2 separate regions of the Sus scrofa genome follow, and region 1 is linked to region 2. A link is a contact called in public promoter capture Hi-C data. All regions are on one chromosome and are shown on one strand. The core of a region is the stretch at or near the end of the contact, and the rest is flanking DNA. Distances in the headings are between cores, read along the strand shown. Region 1 holds the start of NUDT17 (nucleoside diphosphate-linked moiety X motif 17). Region 2 holds the start of HFE2 (hemojuvelin).

Region 1 (2,876 bases), core at 135-2,634, 150 kb after region 2:
GTATTTGGGGAGACCCCAGCTCAGCCTAGGGGGGTAGGCAGACTGAGAAAGAAGAAAACAGCAAAAGTGAGAACTTTCTGTGCCTTTTTGAGACTCTGTAAATGCAGCTGAGGAAGTGGAGAGTAGAGATGGCACAGGAGGGACATGGGTAAGGGTCGTGGCACTGGGGACTCCAAACCACCCACACTCCATCGTTTCCCCTGTGGTCAAGGCAAGTAGGGCTGTTCTGTGGGCTTTGGTGGGTTAGAGATTATTAAGGGCTCTTGGTTAAATAGGAAGGATGCTCTCCCAGCTCCCTGTCTCACCTCCCATAACCCCAGAGGGGTCCAAGAGAACTGGCCCTGGGGCAGCTGTAGTCCACTCTCCTCCCAAAGCTCTCGAAGCCCTCCTTCCAACAGCTGGGAGTGAGAGGGCAGAAGGTCAGAGAGGCCAGTGCCTGACTCCTCTGAGTCCTGTGTTTGCCCTTCCCTCTGCCCAGCCCCAAGATGGTCCCAGGCACCCTGTCCTCTGGGGCAAGGTGCGGGTTGTGTCACTTGATTGGTTACCTCTTCATCAGGTTCCACATGCCCACCTGCAACAACAGTGGGACCAGTAGTGAGCGGTGGTGGTCCTGGCCAAGGAGCCCCACTCACTGTTTACACTGCCCCCTTCTCCAGCCCGCACAGAGGCAGCTGTAGCCCTTTGTAATTATGGGACCTATTTCTTTGTCTTTTGAGACGGGGAAGAGCACTGTTGGGTAAAGGACAGATTTCCTTCCGGATCTTGGGGCCTAGTCCTCAGGGTGCTCACCTGGGGGTACCCAGAGGTTGGGGAAAACGTTGAGGGTGCCTGTCCTTCGGGTCAACAAGACAGTTTGATCGCTGGACTGCAGAATGACCGCCACGCCCAGATCCACACTTCGATTCATGGGCAGCTCGGCCGCAGGAGCCCCCGGCTGCTGCTCCAGGGCCGCAAAAGGGCAGAAAGGGGGTCGCTGGAGGGAGGGAGCCGCTGCGGTTAACGCTTCAGAGGCGGGGCGGGGCTTGCAAAAATTGGGCGACACCGCGCGACTTCGGAGAAGGAGGCGGAGTCGGCGACTGGCCCGGCCCCCAGGCCGCCGGCCTCCAGCTCCCGCCCGATCCCAGTCCCTCCCTTCACTGCCCCGCGCTGGGTGCCCCCTCTCCCGACCTGGAGCGGAAGCCTGGCCGACGCGCCTGGGAATGGCCTGGCCGAGAGGACGAGTTGTCCCCGCTTGAGGCTGCAGTGTGCGGACCACGGCCCGAGCCCGGGTCTGGCGCCCAGGAGGCCGCACACACTCTGCGTGAAGCTCACCGACTCCGGGCGCCCGGACAGTAGCAGCAGCACCCGCGCCGCGGCCATAACTCGGCTCTAGGATCGCCGCGTCAGGCTTGGCGCCCTCTGGTGGCCTAGAGGCGCTTCCCCACGGAGCCTTCCGCGGGGTCGGAAGGAAGCCGGGCTTCCGCAACGTGGGGAATTTAGGCATGACGCTTGGGGATGATCCATGGGTGTGGTAAAAAAAATAAATAAATAACAAAGGGGAACCTCTAAGTCCCCAGCTCCTCTTTCCTCCCATCTTCTTTGTTTAGGGAAATGATCCCCAGATTGACGTCTGGACTCACAGGTCATCTCCAACCAGCCATGGGCGGAACTATAAGCACCTCTCCATGGCACCCTGCATACCTGTTACAGCAGGTAGCACCTCGGATTAATCACACCCATCCCCTAGCCAGACACCCAGGAAAACATTTTTGACACCTCCCCTCTTTCTTCTTACTCAAATAGCAACAAAATGCAGCAGATTCTACCCTCACACTTTCTCAAACCAACATCATCTCCAGCCTCCACAGCCCTAGTTCAAGCCTTCCTCATAGTCTGCCTGAGGTATTATTACAAGTCTCCAAACAGTCTTGCCCCCACCAATTCATTCTCTACAGTGCTGCCAGAATGATCTTTCTAAAATACAGATCTGCTCATTTTGCTTCCCACTGCTCTGAGGATAAGAGAAGCTACTTAGCATTGTAGCAAGAACCCACCAGTCCTTGCCCCTGCCTGTCAGTTCTGGCAGGACTCATGCCCTATTTTCAGCTTATATCCTTTTTGCTCTCTCCGAAGAAACAGGCTCTGCCTCCCATCTTTCAAAATACAGATTGTGTCACTTTTCCTATGCTCCCTTTTCTGCCTGAGCCTTTCCCCAGGTCTCTGTACTTAGCTACTTTCCCACTCTAGCCCCCCAACACTTCCTTGTGCTTACTCATCTCCTCCCACTAGGCTGTATGCTCAAGGCTATTCATCTTCGCATTCCTAAGGCGAGCTGAGCACATAACAGGTGCTCAGTAAGTGATGGTGGGTATCTTGAAGACAGAGATGGTACTGGGTTTATCTTTATATATTATATCTAGCATGGTGACTAGCAATTCATTGGCATTCAGATATTTAGTGAATTAGAACATGAAGCGATTGTAAAACAACACCCAGCTGCTTTAAATGAAATAAAGCTGCTGGGACCTATTACATCAACTAGATTAATCATCTATCCATGGTACTGAGAGAGAAGTTAGAATCGCCACTTTTTGGGAACCATGGTGAAGAGGAAGGCAGTTATTTATTGAGTGCTTACCATATGCTGGGGATCGTGCTAAATGTTTTACATACATAATTTCAGATGTGTTAGAAGCCTGGACCTGGCAGATGTGACTTTTATCCATAGAGTCTAGTGACTGCTTGGGCCAATTTGATAGGGATTGAGTAGGCACAGGTGGTTGTAGAAGTTCCAATAGAGGGTCATAAAAAGGGAAACCTGGGATGCTGGGAGACCATGTAAGAAAGCCATCAGAATAAGGCAGGCTTGCTTAATTAGTGGAGCTACAAGAACTGCC
Region 2 (2,952 bases), core at 225-2,724:
AGAATGTAATTACTCATTTGTTTTATCCCACGATATACCCACAAAGCTTTCAGAATAGCAATACCAACACTACCACCAACATGACTGCTTTAAAATATTTTGCACTTCTTTTTGTCCTTAGAGTAATCTCACTTGGGATTTCATAGTCAACTTATTGTATTTATTTATTTATTTGACTACAGTGACAATGCTGAATCCTTAACCACTAGGCCACCAGGAAACTCCCAAATTATTGTGTTTTAAAGTCACTTGGATAGTTTGGTTGGAGTCATTTTACACTTTTGTAATATAAACCCTTGTGGAGTTCCCTGGTGGCTCAGTAGGTTAAGGATCCAGTGTTGTCACTGCTGTGGCTCAGGTCACCACTGTGGTGAGGGTTTGATCCCTGGCCTGGCCTGGGAACTTCTGCATGCCATGGGTACGGCCAAAACAAAACCCAAAAACAACCCTTGTGATATGGCTTCATGGCATCAAGAGAAAAACTAAAATTTTCAGATACACATGTAAAATAAAGAGAAGAGTGTTCCGTGGGCCTCTAGATTCTGAATTAAGTATAGAGCAAATTAATGCAGATGCATTAGTGACACTATTTGAGGTCGGCCCTTGTGTTAATTTCACTTGGCAAATACTAAGAGGTGATGATGCCTATGGCTGCTAAAATATGACATGGCTAAATTCCTTGACTGCAACATCTTATAAGAGGTCACCAGATTATCTTACTCCACAAAAATATCTTTCTGAATCTCTTTTTCTCTCAGTTTATCTCTCCAAGGTCCTCTCCTCTGTGGATTAATAACCTTCAAATTTTCTATCCCCATTCCTTCTTCTTGCCCTTCCTAGCCTTCTCCCCCCAGCAACTCAGGAGCTTATATTTTTGTGTGTATTTTGGGGAAGAGGAATTGCTGTATAAATAAGGGAATGAAAATGGAGGATGTAGGGTAGACAGCTGCAAGGATCTGAGCTAGTAGACTGAAACAAACCCTCATCCTAAACAACTCAGAGCTCAGATTTCTTCTCTAGACAGCTGGCTGTTTTAGTCCATCTGATTTACTCTGCAAAGATGGGGGGTGGGGGTGCTGTGAACTATCTCTGTTATGGACCTTATTTAAAGTCAGCTACCTCCTAGATGTGTTCTGTAGAAACTAAATGCCATATTTAACATAGCAGGCTTGAAGGTGATGAACAAAATGTATACAATTGTCCATTCTAATTTTTAAAGGTCAAGAGCTCATTTTTAACAATACTTCAGGGCTGCCTGAAGTAGGCACTAACTAGAATTATATAAGCTCAAATTGGACATCTGACTTGATTGTCATATTTCTGCCCCCCTTCCGCACTTGGCACCCTATACTCCATATTCTTTCCAATCCTCCTACCCTCCCCACTCCCCCAACTCCAACACCCTACCCCCACCAATGTTCCTGGAATTTTGGACTTAGCTATTTTTAAAACAGTCAACTCAGTAGCCACCTCCCTCCCCCGCTCAGCTGTCCAGTACTCTGGCCAGCCATATACTCTCCCTTCCCCCCACATCAGACCTTCTCTGGTTCCCTGACCTCAGTGAGATTGCCACCGGTCTGGGGACCTGGGGAAGACATGGAGAAAGAGACGGGGGATCCCCTGGCTGGAGCTGACTGACACAGTAGACAGTCATGGCTGGAGAACTGGATATCAGACTAATATTTGACGTCTGGAAACAGTAAGTCAAAATGAAATTGCAATTCCTTTAATAAGCTTTTGGAGTGAAGTTAGACTTTCATAAAATTAAGACACCTTCTTGGATGTCTCTGGTCTGAAAGCTAGGATCTCTTCCATACTGAGGTGCCCCAGTGTCCATTTCTCCTTCTGTCTTATTTCTTTCTGTTCTCTGGCCATTAGAAGTTTAAATTTCTGTCTCTCCTTTGGGAGTCTTGGCTCTCTCCTCATCTGGTTGCCTCAAGACTACTAGTGAAGTCTCTTTCTTTAGTAGGAGGTTCCCATATCTCCTATTCTGTGGTTTTCTCACCAAGGCCAAATTTAACCTCAGATGATTAGTCACTGCTACCCTTCTACCCTGCTCCTACTTAGTAGTGCCCTTCACGTTGGGCTTCTAAGGGTAGGGCTACTCCTTGTTGTAAATGATTTCTCCCCATGACTCTAGTCTCAGTCATCCTACTCTCCCTCCTACATGACTCTCCCTCAGTCATATCCTTACCCTTGGAGAGGGTAGTTTGGCAAGAGAGAGTTAGTCCCTCCTCAAGCCCCATCCACATCAAAAGACTGAGAACTTCTAAACTTGCAAAGGAAAGATTAATGGAATGAATGATTCTTCAGTAAGGTTTGGAAAAATACAAGAACTGTTGACCCACAACAAACATTGATTTGCATGCTTGGTGTACATCCCATTATTCCATGAGAGAGAGATATAATTTTAGCTCTCTAGAGTATATGAAAGAGATGGGTTCCCTTTTCATTTGAATACTGGTATTCTAGAGAGGGGATGTGTATACCACCTTTACAACTTCTTGCTGAGAATTCTGACACAAAGGAGAAAAAGAAATGAATGACCCCTGGAGAGTATCCCATCCTGATGGGGAAGGGCAAGTAAGAGGTATGTTTCTGAAGTACTTTTCAGATCCTAATTCTATTGGGGAACCCACTATCCACATGATTCCTCTTTTTTTTTTTTTTTTTGACATTTCTGCTGATTGGTAGCTCAGAATGGGGCAATACAGTGGACTCTGCCCCCCCCCCCCCAGTCAATTCAACCTTTCTTCCACCCCCACCTAGGAGTATTGCATAAGGGACCTGAAAGTAGCCACAAAAGCAGGTCACAGAGGCTTAACAGCCACATTTTTAGTTCAGGGACCCCCATTCTCCCCAAACTCCAGTCTGCTCAAACTTTTCTTGATCTCCGCAGATTCTCTTCACACCATTCTGAACAATCTTCAACTCTTCTCTTTCCCCCTGCAC

The links. Promoter capture Hi-C pulls out the DNA fragments that hold promoters and counts their contacts.
Region 1: a contact with region 2 is called in a promoter capture Hi-C map of fetal skeletal muscle, with 5 times the contacts expected there. The contact joins the promoter of NUDT17 here to the promoter of HFE2 in region 2. A contact is called at or near these places in 1 of 5 promoter capture datasets (fetal skeletal muscle), 13 of 47 Hi-C or Micro-C datasets (alveolar macrophages, blood, embryonic fibroblasts and 7 more) and 2 of 2 datasets of contacts at active chromatin or transcription factors (alveolar macrophages and skeletal muscle).

What each region holds. Positions count from the first base shown.
Region 1 is chr4:99,476,569-99,479,444 of Sscrofa11.1, forward strand. It overlaps NUDT17 (nucleoside diphosphate-linked moiety X motif 17), which reads right to left and starts at 1,385. Exons shown (of 9, transcript XM_005663529.3): 1 at 1,168-1,385; 2 at 790-973; 3 at 546-571; 4 at 306-398; 5 at 1-42. The coding sequence starts at 1,359.
Region 2 is chr4:99,326,515-99,329,466 of Sscrofa11.1, forward strand. HFE2 (hemojuvelin) reads left to right here and starts at 1,475. Exons shown (of 4, transcript XM_005663519.3): 1 at 1,475-1,699. The region is part of intron 2 of LOC106510173 (a long non-coding RNA gene); the gene reads right to left.